2 separate regions of the Sus scrofa genome follow, and region 2 is linked to region 1. The links are chromatin contacts, called in public HiChIP or PLAC-seq maps. All regions are on one chromosome and are shown on one strand. The core of a region is the stretch at or near the end of the contact, and the rest is flanking DNA. Distances in the headings are between cores, read along the strand shown.

Region 1 (2,855 bases), core at 190-2,689:
TACCCACAGCCTGCAAAAGTTCGTGGGCCAGGAATCAAACCCACACCACAGCTGTGACTACACCAGATCCTTAACCCACTGAACCACCAGGGAACCCTTGTCTTATTTTTCCTAAATGCTCCAACAGATTTTTTTCAGTGTCTACTCTTTCTAATTGATTTTGAGCAAAATAATTAGTGGTTTACTTGTGAAGTATGTATAGATAAATAGAAAACAAAAAAGTTTCGGGAAGAATAATAAAATGAGCATCTGCAGTCTCACTACATAGGCCAAGAAATTGAACATTACAGTATCCTGGTAGTTTCTTGTAAATAACCTCAAATGGCATCTTTTTCCCCTCCAGGTAATTATAATCCCATTTTACATGTTAATCCCTCTTTTGGGACCATTCTCTGCCTAACCCTGCAGTCCCAGATCTCTCTCTAAATGTGTATTCCTAATCAATATGTGGTTTAATTTTGAGAAACAACAGTTTGATCAACTTTTTGTGTCTGTCAGTCAAATTAGGCTAGCCTACCCTAACAAACAACCCCCAAGTTTCAGTGGTTTAACATGTTAAAGCCTGTTTCTCTTCTGTGAGTTGGAAAGCACTGGCAAAGGAGATGTTGATTCCACAAAGTCACCCTCGGACTCGGGCTCCTTTCATCTAGTGACTCTGCTGTTCCCTGAGGCTCAGAGACTTTCACACTTTTCACTGAGCTCTCTGCATCTGGCTGGCAGATTCAAGGGCAAAGAGAGGGAATATGGTAGATTCCGTGGAAAGTTTGATGGGCCTGGACTAATACATCTGTCACCTTTGGTCAGAATTCAGTCAAATGGCTGCACTTAATGCAAGAAAGATTATGAAATACAGCATAGCCATGGGCAATAAAGGGAAATGACTTGGTGAACAGAAGGTCAATTTCTACCATAGTATGTAACCTTAAGCAGTATCATTTTTTCAACAGTTTTGAAAAACTGAATGGCAAGTATAAACATAGTGATGAACAGAAGAGTCCATATTACCACTGTTTAAATGAAGGCTCGCAGGAGAAGATAAGCTGAACAGTGACTTCCTTGAGTCTGGTCTGTTAAGTCCTTGGGAAAGTTTGCTGATGAGTCCTGGGAAACCATAAAACTCATCACAGTCAGGGCACCTGGCAGAGCTGAAGTCTCTACAAGGTACTAAATACGTGGAAGAAATATGGTTGGGGAAGTACACTGCTCTTTCTAAGCTCTTCATGCTCTAGCCATTAGGAATAGGTAAAAGCAAAATATATCTGTAGTGTAACGTATGTCCTCAGCCAATCTAGGCAGACAGGGATGGGACACCGGGAACTTCATCAACATGGGGTCAACACTGACTAAATTCAGATAAAGACCTAGACCAGCTCAGCTCTCATTAAAAAGAAGTCTCAATGGCTGTGGGGATGTGGGTGGTGACAGCCCTCTATTGTGTCTCTTGAATCACATTGCTTCCATCTGTAGCTTTCTTCCTGGGATGTCTATAACCCTTGCTGGGGATCAGTCCACTTTGCCTCTTCTGTGTTGAATTTATTCCCTGTATGCTAAATTCTCTCCCTTTTGGTTTTTATTTTATTTGAGGAGATGCGTCTTCTAATAACTTATTAACAAAGGGTGTAAGAGGTAAATTTTTGAGAACTGGCATGTCTGAAGTGTCTTTAATACTCAAGTATGAGAATAGAACAGTATGGCTGGACATAGGCTGCTTACAGGTTGTCTGTAATTTTCTTTCATGAACTCAAAGGCATCATTCTAGTGTCTTCTTGTTGCCATAATTGCTTTTGTTTTAAAAGGCTGAAGCCATTCTAGGAGTTCCTGTTGTGGCAGAGTGGAAACGAATCCGACTAGGAACCATGAGGTTGCGGGTTCGATCCCTGGCCTCGATCAGTGGGTTAAGGATCTGGTGTTACCTTGAGCTGTGGTGTAGATCCTAGACGTGGCTCAGATCCCGCGTTGCTGTGGCTCTGGCATAGGCTGGTAGCTACAGCTCCGATTGGACCCCTAGCCTGGGAACCTCCATATGCCAAGGGTGCGGCCCGAAAAAGACAAAAAAAAAAACAAAAAAAAACTGAAGCCATTCTAATTGTTAATCCTTTTACATGTAACCTGATTTTTTTCCACCCCTAGAAGCTTATAAAATCATCCGTTCCCCTATGTTTGAAATTAACTATCGTATGTCACTATGGAATACCTCGGTATGGACTCAGGACTTGAGTTGCACATTCTATAGGCACTTGGAATCTGGCAACTCATGTCCTTACTTCTGGGAGGTTATTTTATTAGTGATTTCTTTTTTTTTTTTTTTTTTGTCTTTTTGCTATTTCTTGGACCGCTCCCGCAGCATATGGAGGCTCCCAGGCTAGGGGTCCAATCGGAGCTGTAGCCACCAGCCGGCCAGAGCCACAGCAACGTGGGATCCGAGCCGCGTCTGCAACCTACACCACAGCTCACGACAACGCCGGATTGTTAACCCACTGAGCAAGGGCAGGGACCGAACCCGCAACCTCATGGTTCCTAGTCGGATTCATTAACCACTTCGCCACGACGGGAACTCCTGTACTTGTATCACATTATATCTTGTTGTCTTCTTCCTTTTATGAGCCTAATCGTTATCTTGCCTAACCTTTTAGGGCATAATTTTGTCTTTCTATCTAAGATAGGTTTAAGCTACCCAAACCTGAGCAATGTGGCTCGAGAGAAGGAAAATGTTGACATCTTCATTTCTGATATCAAAGTACATCATGTCACCATTATTTTTTTTTTTCTAGTCGGTGAGTTACATAGTGAAAGGAATTATAGAGGTCTTCAGGGAAACCCAAAAATTTTCAAGAATTTTTCTCTGTTAATAAAAA
Region 2 (2,855 bases), core at 158-2,657, 450 kb after region 1:
AAATTTCCAAGGGCTATTTCTTATTGTCATTTGCTTTTTTCATAGCGTTGTGCTTGTTATACTGATATGTCTTTTATCTATTTGAGAATCATGGGGATTTTTTTTTTCTTTTGTTTTAAAGTTTTCTTTAAATTTTTTTGTTTGTTTTTTATAGTTTTTTTTCCTTGTTTTTGGCTCATTGTTACATTGGAAACTTTAACTATTGAGTGCACAGGGCTATCTATTAATATTTAAGGACAAGGTACTAAAAATCTGATGCTATTTGGAAGTAACATGTGCTCAACACAGGTTCACTGCTGGGTGATAGACTGTAAACTGGCTTTGTTATTGGGAGAAATATCCACATGGTTTTCAAGAGGTCATTTGGTTTCTCCAGTGAAGCATTTTGTTTTTTGGGCAAGGGTTGAGGGGTTATAAACGTGGCTGCCAACTTTGTAGAAGCAGGACACAGGAAATGGGCTGGAAGTTCCATTATTCACTGTGCAGAATATCACCTAAGCCCTCTCATTTAGTCACACACTTTGCCCTTCACTCATGTCTTACTGTGCTTGGTTTCACCCAATTTAGAGCCTCCTTGGCTCCAGAAAATAAACCTCTGGTTCCTCAAAGCTCTGTAACGTGGGACAGGAGACTTGGGGATCAATCAACCAGTTTTATTTTTGTTTGTTTTTTTTTTTGGCTGTGCCTGTGGCATGCAGAAGTTCCCTGGGCCAGGAATGAAACCTGAGCCACAGCAATGACAACACTGGACCCTTAACTGCTAGGGCACCAGGGAACTCTCCCAGTCTTTCCAGTTTTGATCCTGCCTCTTAATTTCTTCATCTTGCATTATAACATTTAAGTCCTAAGGCTTATAAGGGATGAAAATAGGCGCAATTCTTGTCAGTCTTCCCTTCTCCATGGGATTGTAGTGTCCTTAGTTGTACTATTACTTTAGTATTTTTTCATTCATATCCAATATTTTGAAAACTGGTTGAAATTCTTTAACCCTTTGGGAGGGATAGAAAATTGGAACATGTAATTCATATACCATGTTTAACTAAAAGACTCTTTCTTTTGAATGAGTGGATCTCACTATGTCAAAGGGCTATTTTTGAGAGGTTAGCTTTTGTAGCATGAACAGCAAGCAGTATTTCATTTCCAGCACTACTATTTAGATGTCAGAATGTGAAAGGTACTTTATTAAAGACATGATGAAAAGCTCTAATGATTTTAGTAACTCGATTGTAAAGGTTTATGTGAAGAATTGGCTCCTAGTTACTTTGACCATTCTGTGATAGCTGGGATATCAAATAGATTTGGCAGAGACTTTCAGGAGTGCTGTGGTAAAAAGGATTCTATGGCTGTGTCCTTGCCATGATTGATTACTCATGGGTGTGGGAGGGAGGAATGAAGCTAGACGTTTGTTATGCTTGTGAAAGAATAACAACTCACCTATTTGTGCCATAACTTGAGAACTGGGATGTGTCAGAAGGCCTCTTAGCGGCTAAAATTTTAATGTCATCAACTTCACATTCAGTAGTTAATGAAAGTTACTCATAGTATAAGTTGCTACATAACTTGTTCAGAGCTTCCTTATTGCTTATTTTGTCTACAATTCCAATAAATGTAGTTATCTAGTTTCCAAACTGGTAGCAAGCTAAAGCAGGCAGAGAAGACAAGACATACTACAAGTAGTAGCATTTTGGCAGGAGTTATAGCTGACCTAGAAATGTTACAATATGTTCAGTTTCCTTTTAACTTTAAAAACTAGGATCAGTTAATTGATTTTATAAAGGTATAGATTCAAAATGGCTGAACCTCACTGTTAGCTACAAAATCCTTCAGGTATCAAAAAGGTTTAACCATTTTGAATTTGTAGGTTTAGAGAAATACCTGTATCTAACAATTCAGCTGCCTTTGAATAATTCTTTCTGTGAAAACTCAGATAATGGAGCCCCTAACAGAATAAACTTTAATACAGTTTGACTTTAATGTAGAATTTCCCAGTAATCTGAATATCCAAAATTTGTGTTTTTTTAATCTTCAGATTTTGTTGTTCAATTTAGGATTAATGCTTTTTAATTTATGTTTTTTGGTCTAATTTAAATATATTAAGTATATTTGATGTATTCTAGATTTAAGGTTTAGTGGCCATGTTTATCAACATTGTTCTTACATAGACGACCTAGTATGGTGAAAGCAGTTCAAGTGAGTTGTGGAATTAGTGGGTTTGATCCTTGGCCTCACTCAGTGGGTTAAGGATCCGGCGTTTCCATGAGCTGTGGTGTAGGTCACAGATGCAGTTTGGATCTACTGTTGCTGTGGCTGTGGCATCAGCTGCAGCTTTGATTTGACCCCTGGCCCAGGAACTTCCATATGCTACTGATGTGGCTGTGAAAAGAATAAATTTGTGGCACCTTTCTGTTCCATAAAACTTTTGTTTTAGAAATGTCTGTGAAATAGGTGTTTTTTTGCCGTGGATCTCTGTGAAAAATTTTTGGGAAATGCCGATCCAAGGAATACTGGGGAAGTGGATGGGGGACTCAGAAGACCTGTGTGCTAACCCACGTCTTGCACTGTGCAGCCTAATCAAGCCACATAAGCACCCTGAGCTGCTTATTTTCTTGTCAGGAAATTGGAGGTGATATATGTCCTGCTTACCTTTCAGATTGGTTGTGAGAATCAAAAGAGCTAAAGCATTTGTTATTATAGAACACTTATTTAGCAGACCCTGCTAAGGTGCTGTGCTGGTGTTGCATTTGTCTTGAAGGGTAAATGTCTCTGTACCATGGGGCTGAGAGACAAGTACTCCTGGTGTGGTGATAGTGTGAGAGGATCAGGTGACATCTGAGGAGTCTTTGGATGATGAGAAC

The links. HiChIP or PLAC-seq counts read pairs in DNA pulled down with a chosen protein or histone mark.
Region 2: a contact with region 1 is called in an H3K27ac HiChIP or PLAC-seq map of alveolar macrophages. The contact joins two enhancer-like sites. A contact is called at or near these places in 1 of 47 Hi-C or Micro-C datasets (fetal heart ventricle) and 1 of 2 datasets of contacts at active chromatin or transcription factors (alveolar macrophages).

What each region holds. Positions count from the first base shown.
Region 1 is chr13:21,682,977-21,685,831 of Sscrofa11.1, forward strand. The region is part of intron 1 of LRRFIP2 (leucine-rich repeat flightless-interacting protein 2); the gene reads left to right. Among named protein-coding and RNA genes, the nearest start is that of LRRFIP2, 18 kb to the left of the region's middle. Within about 2 kb of position 1,440, at least 3 of the 83 cell types and tissues checked have an H3K27ac peak or open chromatin away from gene starts, as enhancers often do. A contact at or near this core is called in alveolar macrophages, where this site is marked.
Region 2 is chr13:22,129,209-22,132,063 of Sscrofa11.1, forward strand. All of the region lies in intron 1 of GOLGA4 (golgin subfamily A member 4), which reads left to right. Among named protein-coding and RNA genes, the nearest start is that of GOLGA4, 5.5 kb to the left of the region's middle. Within about 2 kb of position 1,408, at least 5 of the 83 cell types and tissues checked have an H3K27ac peak or open chromatin away from gene starts, as enhancers often do. A contact at or near this core is called in alveolar macrophages, where this site is marked.